2 separate regions of the Mus musculus genome follow, and region 2 is linked to region 1. Evidence: chromatin contacts called from public HiChIP or PLAC-seq data. All regions are on one chromosome and are shown on one strand. Each heading gives the region's core, a stretch centred on a gene start, on an enhancer-like site or on the middle of the called end of the contact. The rest is flanking DNA. Distances are from core to core; before and after follow the strand shown. Region 1 has its middle 20 kb from the start of Rap2b. Region 2 has its middle 87 kb from the start of Gm40061.

The links. HiChIP or PLAC-seq counts read pairs in DNA pulled down with a chosen protein or histone mark.
Region 2: a contact with region 1 is called in an HNF4G HiChIP or PLAC-seq map of pancreatic cancer cells. The contact joins two enhancer-like sites. A contact is called at or near these places in 2 of 484 Hi-C or Micro-C datasets (the G1E-ER4 cell line and Th1 cells) and 1 of 115 datasets of contacts at active chromatin or transcription factors (pancreatic cancer cells).

What each region holds. Positions count from the first base shown.
Region 1 is chr3:61,341,314-61,347,468 of GRCm38.p6, reverse strand. No RefSeq gene overlaps it. Among named protein-coding and RNA genes, the nearest start is that of Rap2b, 20 kb to the left of the region's middle. Within about 2 kb of position 3,223, at least 76 of the 459 cell types and tissues checked have an H3K27ac peak or open chromatin away from gene starts, as enhancers often do. A contact at or near this core is called in pancreatic cancer cells, where this site is marked.
Region 2 is chr3:61,476,027-61,482,181 of GRCm38.p6, reverse strand. No RefSeq gene overlaps it. Among named protein-coding and RNA genes, the nearest start is that of Gm40061, 87 kb to the right of the region's middle. Within about 2 kb of position 3,056, at least 6 of the 459 cell types and tissues checked have an H3K27ac peak or open chromatin away from gene starts, as enhancers often do. A contact at or near this core is called in pancreatic cancer cells, where this site is marked.

The sequences.
Region 1 (6,155 bases), core at 1,974-4,473:
TTTGTAGTGCTTAGTCTGAGTTCTCAGGCTTAGACAGACAATCTAGAATCATCTGAGAAGAGAGTCTAAAAGGATTGTTTAGATCCTGTTGGCCTGTGTGCCTCTCTATGGGGTATGGCACATTATCTTGGTTGCTTTTTTTGTCTTTTCAGACAAGGTTTCTTGGTGTAGGCTTGGCTGTTCTCTGTCTTTGGAGTGGTGGGATTAAAGGCGGGTGCTACCATCACCTAGGTTTCCTGGTTACTTTAATTGAAGTGAGCAACCTTCCCGTTATGAATGCTACTGTCTCACACGTTTGGGTTCCAGAAACCTAAGTGTAGAGAGGAGGCTGATGGGAGAGAAGCACGAATGCACTGATTTCTCTCTGCTCTTGACCGTGGATATGATGTGACTGTTCAAGTCACGGCTGCCATAACTTCCCTACAATGATGTACTCTAACCTAGAACTGTGAGTTAAGTATGCCTTTTCTCCATAAGAGAGTTGTTCTTTGTCCTGGTCTTTTAGCCCATCTATCACAACAGATGTGAACTATCTATAACACCCCTAATCATGGCCATTCAGGCCATATTAACAGAACTCATGAAGCTTGCTTTATTTACTCAATTCGTCTGCTTACATTTATGCCAGACCTGGTTTTACTAAGAGATTAATAAGTATTTGTTGAATAAGTATAGAGTAAATAAACTGACTATAACCTCTGGGCTAAAGCTTCTTCATTATATATCGTTCTTTATAGGTGAGGAAAGGAGTTCATTTCTTACTAGAGTTGAGTGAATTATAACAGTAACAAGATTGCAAATCACACACACAGTGTGCACACACACAATTGGAGCAAAATGGAATGGTATGATCTGACCTTTTGAGTCTGATGACACCAGGCCCATTCAGGAGATGGCTGATTCTGGTGTGGAGTCACTTAGGGGTCAGATGCAGGCACCCACAGAGGAAGAAACAGACCGTCTCGTTTCCTTCCCAATGCCATAGATTCCCCTTTAGTAAAGCCATTTACCTGTTCCATCTTCTTCTCTCTTGCTCACATATTTCCTCAATGTACCTGAAGATAATTTACTTTGTATTATTACACTCATAACATTTATTTTATTTTTGTTTCTTTACTTTGCCTACTCACATCTATGCTAGATCACTAAGGACTGCTCCAGAGCCCTTCATTACACAAATCAGAAACGATTAGTTCTTATGCATTAACAAAGGAACAGCTCTTATCTGTGGAGTCTATGTGCACTTCTAACCCCCTTAAGATACTAGGGATATCCCAAATAGGCACAAGTCTCCAGAGATTCCAGTTTTCCATGAGGCTGTATTTCACACATGCCCATGGGGTTGCTACAGTGCTATCCCATGCCTCAACTGTGAACTGCACACTGACTTGGCCCTCACTGAGCTCCAGAGAGAGAACAATGATCTTCATATAAAGGAAAAGTACTATTCTCAAGATCTACCTTTGAGTATCCCAGCTGACAGGCTGAGAAACTGGTGTTCTCCATCAAACACTGAGGTGTGTCTGAAGCTTGCTTCAGGCTGGTGAGATCTGACTGATGAGTCATTTCCTTTGATCTGGGGCAATGCCGGAGAGCAGGACCTGCCAAAGGAAAGCTGGAGCTTCACCAACCTAAGTGATTTATTTAAATTCATCAGAACATCTGGAGCATCAGCTGGTCTACCTGGGGCTCTTAGATGACTCACTGCTGCTCTTTAATAAATGAACCCTTGCTGCCTCTACTGAGTTTTGCTGCATGTTGTGAAGTGGTATTTGTTTTCCCCACATAGCAGCATTTTAACACAAAGAGTCTCTTTCTCCAGTGCTCAGTGCAGTGAACCGTGGAGAGGGCAGTTACTGCTGCCCTCTCCAAGGGCCTGGAATGTGAGTTTCAGATATGCATATAATGAAAACCAGATCATCACAAATACAGTCCCTAGGTTCAATACATGAAATATGGCCATTTAAGAATGACGAGCAACTGAAAGTTCATCATATGCATTCTATGGCCTTTACAGTATACAATCTAAAAGTCATAAAAAAGCTGACACAAGGGGAGGAGGCAGGTAGGGTGGTTTCTATAACCCCAGTTCAGAGGTCCACACTTCAACTACACACTCTGTGAGAAGTCTAACCTGAGAACTTGGAGTTTGGTTTTAGCACGTGGAACCCTAGTATCCTGGGCCCTACAACTTCTGATTAAGATGTTGTCTGTATGCTTCTCCTTGAAGAAATGCCCAACCCGTTGTTTCCCTTTCTTTGTCCCACAGAGTTTAAATGCAGACATTTGCTTTGGTTCCAAAGTGGTCAAGACACGAAGAGTGACTTACTTGGCTTCTGATTTCCTGAACACTCAGCCTCCACTTTTCCTCAGTGGGCCTTAGAATTCTCAATAATTAAATGAGAACACCAGAAAACACTGATGCTTTGCAAATTGTTTTAGAGCAAAGCTCCAGGAGACTCTGGAGAAGAACCATGAGGCTAAAGGTTGGGGCTTCCTTCCTACAGCCTGAGGTGAGCTGCATGGTGATAGCCATTCAAACTCAGGGCAAATCCATTTGGGCTAGTTTGCATTCTAAAAATCTGAGATTTTTATAAGTTTGAAAACTCTGTGCTCCATAAAGTCTATGGCGTCTTCTAGATTTGTAAACTTTTAAACACTAAGATAAGTAATCAACCCCCTAAACTCTAGCTTCTCATATCTTGCTGTACTGTAACCCCAGCAAGTAAGTTCCTCTTCAGGCCTTCCTTATTTTCTTCCCATCTATAGACATGAGGAATTGATGACAATAATTTTCAGGTTTCTTCTGCTTTGGAAAGTTCTGTCTGTTTCCCTTCATCAAAATTTCCCAAGTATCTGCGGGCTTAGAAAGATGTTTCACACGGAGGAATGCTTAGGATTTAAAGAGGAATAGACCTTATCAGTTGTTTCTTTGTTTTACATCCTGACGTTTTATATTGTTACTGGAGGCATTTCAAGAAATGGGGGGTGGGGGGGGGGGAGAAAGAAAAACAGATAAGGAAAGCTAAGTACAAACACCGTTCGAATAAGAACTCACTGCAAAGCTCTTGTATTTGCTCAAGAGGAGATTCAAGAAACTGTCTGGCGTGGGTGTGAATAAGACTGAGTCAGAGGAGGGTTACCTCAACACATCACAGTCTTCCTGGTTTCCATCCTAGAGGACTGCTGACCTAGCAAAACATGCTAGGGGATTTCCTTTCTGCCAGCTTCCTTCCACCTGAGTCATGCCAAGTCATCTTTCCCTAACCTTTGGTTTCTCTAGCTCCATGAGCTAGCTCTGTGCCAGAGGAATGGGCAGGGCGATTTCACCCAGCTCCTGTACAGCACCTTCCTTTAATGAGTCTCATCCACTGTGTCCGGGGGCAACATTCTTATGAAGTATGACGTGTAAACAAACTGTACCCAAAACCGCATGCATATCCCACTCACTTTTAACCAACAGTATTCTACTCCTGTAACCACAAAGAAGAAGGGATTGTTGTGATCCCCAGTGGAGTCATTTACAGAGAGGAAGCTCTTAACTCAAGAGCTTTCAGGGGAATACTAGGTGTTCAAGAAGCCCGTGCTGGTTCTGCAAAGGGGTCGGGTTCGGTGAGAGCAAACAGTAACAATGGCTCCCATTCATCGAGTCTCCTCACATCCCACCATGACCGGCATTTACAGTTAGGCATTAGGCCCACAGTCTTTCAAAGATATCTTTACTAATTAATTCCTTTTGGCTTTAGGATCTGATCCTTGAGAAGTATACCTTTGCATACAGTGCTTGTAGATTGTATTTCTGGAAACTTCTATACGATGTCTTTTGCATATGACTTTTTACTTTTACTTCTTGCCACAGGAGATAGAAAGGGAACAATTGAAGAATTTCTTCTCTCTCTTTCTCTCTCTCTCTCTCTCCCTCCTTCCTTCTTTTTTCTTTCTTTCTCTCCTTTTCTTTCTTCCTTTCTTTCTCTCTCTCTCTCTCCCTCCCTCTCTCCCTCCCTCCCTCTCTGTCTCTCTCTCTGTTTCTCTGTCTCTGTCTCTCTCTCTTGTCACATCCATTGTCACCACTCCCATGAGATACTACTTCCAAGTATCTAAACTGCTGACTTAGGAACTCGGAAGCCAGGCAGTAATACTTACAAAATTTGCCCTGGAGTGAGAACTAGCTTGATGGAGCTTGGTAATATTAATTCCAATTAAAATACATTGAGTAGTTTCTTCTCCTCTTATGTTTCTCAGCATGGTTTTATGAACCTTTTTTGACACTTTTCTTCCTTTCAAGATTGTTCTTTGGCATGGGTATTTTATAAAGTAGGAAATTACTATGTTGATTTTCTTACAAACTCTAAAAATTGCTTTGTAGGGCTAGGGATGTAGCTCAGTTGTTAGAGTACTTGTCTAACATGATATCCCACATAGGATAAACCAGATATGGCACATACCTATAATCTCAGCATTCAGGGGTTTGAGGCAGGGATCAGAAATTAAAGGTCATTCGTGACCTCATAGCAAGTTTGAGGCCAACTTTGATTACATGAGACCCTGTCTCACAAAATAAAATTGTCTGGTTTTAGAAATATCTCAGCAGTTAAGAACACTTGCTATCCTTGCAGAGCATCTGGGTTTCATTTACAGAATTCAGATGACAGCTCAGAACCATCTATAACTACGGTTCAAGGGGTTCTGATACCATTTCCGGGCCTCTGTGGATACCAGGAATACACTTGGTGTACATGTATGCATGCAGGCAAGACACACATACACATAAAATAAACATTTTAAATTGCCTTGGTTCATGCACATATACTCAGGCATACACACATACACATAAAATAAATACACATAAAACATTAAAAGATAAATAAAAATTGCCTTGGAATATTTATGACTTACTTCAAAGTTTGCTTTTAGCTATTACAATTACTCTATATTATTAGTTTTACCTGTGGTATTTCTAGAACATTCAAAGAACAATCTATGAAGTTTGGGAATCCTGTGTTAAATAGTGAGAAAGAATCCTTTTGACTAATTTTGTTTTAATTTAGGGATTAAATTTTCTACTGAAAATTAGACCTTACTAGAAATATTATGCTACCAAAAAACCACAATACACAGGGAAAAAAAGGAACAAATATATACTTTGGGTATTTATTTATTTATTTTTGGAATTTATTACCTATTCTCCTTTACTAATTATATGAGGATATTAATAGCCTCATGAAATACTCTAATTCATAAGTAGCCAATGTGGAAATAATGTAAAGTGTTCAGTTGAATGTTGTGCATTATGCTAGTTGTTTGTTTAGTAGAAAAGAAGAATTCCTTGTTAGGAGGCATTGGTCCACGGGGGCTCCAAATAGCTTCTGTCCCAGCATGGTGTCTACAGTGCTTGCAGACAGCATGCTCTTAAGTGCTGGGCCAAGCTTGTATAGACCATTGCTGTATAAAGACAGTCTGAAAAAGAGAACTTACTTAGGGTTCTTCACGCCAGTGCACACCATAGCTCCTGCACCAGATGCTGGCCTGAAAGGATCTCTGCGTCTATGGTTCAAGGTGAGGACCAAGGAGCGACTCATCGGGACTGTCAAGTTCCACCGTTTCCTACGTCACATTTTTCCATGATGCTTCTCTTTCTCACTGATGGTCTTCTAATGGGCCTTCATCTTTTCTCCTTCCCTAACTAACCTGTAACAAGATGCTATTCTTCTGTGCACACTTCTCCCATGCTCATTTTAAAATCTTCCTTGATTTTCACTCCTTTCTACATTTGCTGCCCTGGTCACAAACCTAAATACTTTTCCCTTGAAGATATATTACAATACCATTGGTGGGAGACAAGGAGGATAAGGCAAGAAGAAGGCACGTAAATGTCACTGAGCTTAGAAGAAGCAAGGGTGTAAGGACAACTGTAGGGAACAGAGGAAGAAAGACCTGAGTTAGTGAGGTCAGAGGTAAGAGTGAATATGTACCGTTGACAGGGGCATGACCATGTTGAAGACCTCAGTGCCTCAGCCCCATTTGAATGACATAGCCTTCCCTACATGAGGTCCCAAGGGATGACAAAACCTGGTGCAAGTGGCTGACCAATGTCTTTAAAACTTGCAACTGCTGTATCCTTCCCTGTTTCCTGCCTAAGGGTGCTCACTTACAGG
Region 2 (6,155 bases), core at 1,807-4,306, 130 kb before region 1:
TTTCACTTGAATTAATCAATTTGGTGTGTGAACTTAAAGCATTTTAATGAGGCTTTCAACACAATTAAGGAAATTGTGGTGACTTTTTCACTACCATAAGCATAGTGACATTAGTCCCACTCAGCTTTACTAAGAATTTCCAATGAAATAATACCAGTGCCATGGCAATGAATGTAGAGTCAGTAGTCTTTAAAAGACAACTTAGTGGACTACTTTGAACACTATTAGCAAGCAGACATACTACGTTCGAGAGTAACTCTAGTACTTTCTTCTATCATTAAGGACCACGTATATCCCAGTGACCAGGATATTTTCTTTACACCACAGCATTCTACATTAAAATATATATCATAATTTCCTCAAGTGATCTAATTTTGGGATATTAAAACATACTTTGATTATGATATTCTTTATAAAGTTCTTCAGTCAATAAACTTAAAAAAACTAATAAAAGTTTAGCTGTTCTGCCATAGGGTTTGCCAGAAAATTAAATATACTCAAAAGAATTACAAAATTCTAAGAAATAAGTACTACCTTCCTAAATTATCTGAAAACTAAGCCATTATTTTGAATATTTTTTGGAAAAGTTTTCTGGGAATCACCATCACCTTTGTAGTCTCTCTTCCCAGGACATTCTTGCAATCCAAGAATGTGAGGTGGTAGTTTTAACAAGTTGTAATTTGTAAACTGTTACTCCTCAGAGCAGTTGAGGAAAACTTGCCAGGTCTATCTACCCAAGGACATGCGATTCCCTCATGCATCAAGGACATGTCACCCCTCAGTGTTTCAGTCACTATCTTAGATCAACAGTGTTCCTCGGGGGCTTACTGGTAATAATCCCTCTTCATCTGTATTGAAGAACAACAGTGGTGTGCTGGTGATTTGGAATGCAAATGTTGTCGCTGTGTAGAAGATTTAACTCTTCTACATCAAAGGTAAGCATATATTGAACTAGTTTGAGATCGTCACATATATTGTAATATTTCATTGTAAGTTTATACTATTTTATTACTTTATTAATGTCTAAATAATTTTAATTAATATAATTTATTTATTTATTCTTCTCTCATATATTGCATCACGACCCCAGTTTTGCCTACCTCCTCTTCTCCTAGCACACCACACCTCTCCTCTCTTCCTAATCCACTCCACTTCCATTTTTCTTCAAAAAAGATCAGGCCTCCCAGGGTTATCAAGCAAGCATGATGTAACAAGTTACAATGAAACTAGTCATAAACCCTCATTTCAAAGCTGGACAAGGCAGCCCAGTAGGAGGAAAAGGGTCCCAAATCAGGCAAAAGAGTCCCACTCTGACTATTAGGAATCCCACAAGAATGACAAACTACCATATATGTAGAGAGAATGACAACAACAACATATATGTAGAGAGAGGACCTAGGTCAGATCCATAGAGGCTGCCTGATTGTCGATTCGGTCTCCTATGAACTCCTGGTTAGTTGAGTCTTGGGCAATGTTTCTATGATGTTTTTGACCCCTCTGAATCCTATAACACTTCTTCCCCCTCTTTCACAGGATTCCCCTAGCTCTGCATAATGTTTGACTGCTCCCACCAGTTGCTAGATGAAGCCTCTCAGATGACAATTATACTAAGCTCTGGTTTATGCATATAGCAAGCTATCACTAGGAATCATTACATTGACTTTTTATTGCCAGTTTTGTTTTGTTCGATCCTAGGTCTCTGGTCTATCCAGTCTCGGGCTTGTGATCATTCAGGCAATGTCATACAGGGACTCCTTTTCATAGCATGGGTCTCAAGTCGGACCAGTCATTGGTTGGTCACTACCACAAGTTCTGTGCCACCTTTACCCCAACACAAGTTGTGGGCAGGATTATAAATTATAAATCCAAGGTTTTGTGCCTGGGTTGGTGTTCAAATCTCTCCATTGGAAGGCTTACTTGGTCAAAGAAGATAGCCGGTACAAGCCATCACTACAGGTCTTTGCTAGGATCACCTTGTAAATTTCAGGAAGCTTTTATTACACCAAGTTTCTACAAGGCCCCTAAAATTTTCCACAATTCTAATCTAGTAATTAGTGCTAGATTATTAGATTAGTACTAATCTAGAGATTCCTTCCCAGTAGTCTCTTCCTCCCACCCCTGATCTCTACAGTTTACATCCATACCTACCCCAAGGCCACTCAGAAAATATATTTCTCCTTCCCTGGAAGATCCCTGTTTTCCTCCTAGAGCCTTCCTTTTTACTTGGCCTCTCTTAGTCTACATGAATTGTAGCATGGTTATCCTTTAATTTATAGCTAATATCCACTTATAATGGACATATATATTTTTTTCCATGTCTGTCTTTCTGGATCTGGGTCTGGGTTACTTCACTTGGCATTATTTTTTTCTAGTTCTATCTATTTTCCTGAAAATATCATCATGTTATTTAAAAAAAAAACAGCTGAGTAATATTCCATCGTGTAAATGAACCACTTCTTCTTTATCTGTTCTTTAGTGAAGGGATGTTGCCATAAATCTCCTCCCAAATATGCCCCAGCAATGAAAACACAACACAGTTAATATGATTACATGCTGTGCACCTGGATTGGGCAGATCTACCGCTACACTACCATCTTCCACATCTATGAGACCCCTTAGAACTTGTGGTTTCTCCAAGCCATATGTTTATGCTCAGCTTTTCTTCTTCTTCCTCCTCCTCTGCATCCTCTCCCTCTTCCATTTTCTCCTTCTTCTCTCCCCCACGTCCAGCTCCACCTTCTCTTTTGTCTGCCCAATCAGCTCTCCTTTATTTTGCAAATTAAGGTGGGAAGCAAGTTTACAGGAAATGACCCAAGTGCTGACTCACTCCTTGTTTGCAACCCCTCAACAGGAGAACAGATTTAACATCAAATATAATTAGCCCCAGGGCTATCCACAACAAAGGGAAATGTAAGTTTTTTCCATTTCCTGGCTATTACGAATAAAATTGCTATGAAAATTGTTGAACAAGTGTCCTTGTGGTAGGATGGAGCACCCTTTGGGTACATGCCCAAGATTTCGATAGCTAGGTCTTGAGGTAGTCAAGCCCCATTTTTCTGAGAAGATACCATATTGATTTCTAAGGTAATCCCCTCAGCAGTGGAGGAGTGTTCTCCTTGCTCCACATCCTTGCCAGCATGAGCTGTCACTTGTGGTTTTGATCTGAGCCATTCTGGCAGAAATAAGTTAGCATCTGAATGTAGATTTGTTTGCATTTCCCTGATGATGAAGGATGTTGAACATGTTTTTCTAGTATTGTTTGGCTTTGTGAGATTCTTGAAAATTCTTTGTTTAAATCAGTACCCTTTTTTAATTGTATGATTTAGTTTTTTGGTATCTAGTTTTTTTTTAATTCTTTATAAATTTTTAATATTAGCCATCTGTCAGATGTGGAGTTGGTGAAAATATTTTCCTATTCTGTAGGCTGTCACTTTGTCTTATTAACAGTATACTTTGCCTTACAGAAACTTCAGTTGCTTGAGGTCCCATTTGTTAATTGTTGATCTTAGTGCCTGTCTTATTAATAGTCTATTAAGGAAGTTGTCTCCTACGCTAATATGTTCAAGGCAATTCCCCACTTTCTCTACTAACAGATTCAGTTTACCTTTCTTTTTCATATATATTGATCTACTTGGACTTGAGTTTTGTGCAGGGTGATATATATGGATTTATTTGCATTTTTCTACATGCCAACATCCAGTGAAACTAGCACCATTTGTTGAAGATGCTTTCTTTTTACCATTGTAAAAAGCAATTTCCATTGCTTCTTTGTCAAAAATCAATTGTCCATAGATCGACCTGTCTATTTTTATTCTAGCACCATATTACTTTCATTACTATAGCTCCATATTACACCTTGAAATCAAGGACGTTGGTACTTCTGGAATTCTTTTACTGTACAAAATTGTTTTATCTACCCTGGGGTTTTGTTTTTTCCATTTGAAGTTGAGTAATTTACTTTCAATGTCTGTAAAGAATTGTGTTGGAATTTTGATGGGGATTGCTTTGAATCTATACATTGATTTTTTTATAAGATGGACATTTTTATTATACTTATCCTACTGTTACATGAACATGGGAGATCTTTCTTTCTTTTGATAACTTCTTTAATTTCTTTCTTCAAAGATTAAAGTTATTGTCATAGAAGTCTTTTACTTGTTTGGTTATAGTAATCCCAAGATATTTTATATTATTTGTGCCTATTCGGAAGGTTGATGTTTCCCTGATTTATCTCTCAGCCTGTTTGTCATTTGAATATAGGAGGGTTGCTGATTTATTTTTTAAGTTAATCTTGCACCCAGTCATTTTCCTAAAGGTATTTATCAACTGTAGGAGTTTCCTGATACAAGTTCTGGGATCGCTTATGTACGCTATCATATCATCTGCCAAATAGTCATACTCTGATTTCTTCTTTTCCAAGTTGTATCTATCTCCTCCATCTCCTTTAGTTGTATCATTGCTGTAGCTAGAACTTCAAGTACTATATTGAATAGATATGGAGAGAGTGGGCAGCCTTTTCTTGTTCCTGATTTTAGAGGAGTTGCTCTGAGTTTATCTACATTTAACCTGATGTTGCCTATATGTTTGTTATGAATTGCTTTTAAGTATGTCCCTTGGTCTATCCAAGATTTTTATCATGAAGGGATGTTAGATTTTGTCAAAGGCCCTTTCAACATTTAATAAGATAATCACGTGGTTTATTTCTTTCAATTTGTTTACACAGTAGATTACATTGACAGATTTTCATAGTCAACTATTTTTACATCTCTAAACCTTTTCCTGTGCCTAATTTAAACATTAAACTCTCTTTGCTCCTTCTAAGATTGAGCTGGATATTAAATCCAAGACCTCAAGCATGTCTATTACTGAACTACGTTCTCAGGCTTGCAAAATCTTCAACTTTATTGTTGGTATATATGTATAGGAATATGTACATCATATTTAAGTTTATTCAGGGCATGGAGAGGGGAGTTAAGAGGGTAGTAGAGTCAGAGAAAAGCAGAGAGAGGTAGAGAGAGTAGAGAGAATAGAGGCATCCATGGCCATGAGCACATGGAGAGGGAGGGAAGAGAATATGGAAGGGAGGGGGAAAGGAAGAGCCCAAGAGGGCAAGAGAGAAACAAGAGAACAAGAGAGGGAGGAGGAGGCAAGCAGCCCCTTTTAGAGTGGGCCAGGCCTACCTGGCTGTTGCCAGGTAACTGTGGGGTGGAATTTAGACAGAATAGTAAAAGTAGCAATACTAAATAAGTACGAAAAGTGACTGTTTATATCATAATTTGATTGATCTATATCAAAGTTAAAAAGCAAATACTGTGAACATCTTGAAAAGGAGTGTTTTTATGTTTACTTATTATTACAGGGGCTGGAGGGTGAAACCGAACAGTAAGCATGAGTGGAATGAATGTGCTGGTCAGAGTACAGCTTGTGTCTTAATTCTGTCCTTCCCCCAAGAGGACTCTGGGTATTGAACTCAGATAGTCAGGCTTGGTGGCAAGCACCTTTCTCCAATGAACCATCTCAATAGCCCAACTACTTTTTAGAATAAAGAAAGACAGACTGAAAGGAAGTAAGAAAGGAAGGAAGTGAGGGAGGGAGGGAGGGAGGGAGGGAGGGAGGGAGGGAGGGAGGGAGATGAAACCAAGTTACTGAGAACTAAGCAATTTTTTAATTGTCATAGCTGACTCCTGGTTTTATTCTGAAATATAGTTGTAATTTCATTTGATCAAGGCTAAAAAACGATAATGGTTTTTTACTAACCAGACACTATATTTATTCATAATATAATTTATCCAATAATTACTTATCTTCTTTCCCTTTCCAGTGCGTTAGTGAACCAGAAGATTCCATTGCTGTGAGAAGAATTTAATAGACAAGAACCACAGGAGATAACCTGAGATGAGAGGTATCCCTGTGAAAATGTCAGGAGCTATTAGTTATAACAAGAATGTCTAAGCCAATATCCACATGATTATTTTTATCCAAAACTTGGTGTGGTGATTCTTGTGTATAATCCTACCACTTGTGAGGTTGAGGTGGGAGACTCAGGAATTCAAGGTCATAGAGGCCAGTCTGGGTTATATGAGATGCTGTCTCAAAAACAAAATAAAACAAAACAAACAAAAACAGGCCTATCTATTCACATGTTATTACTGGAA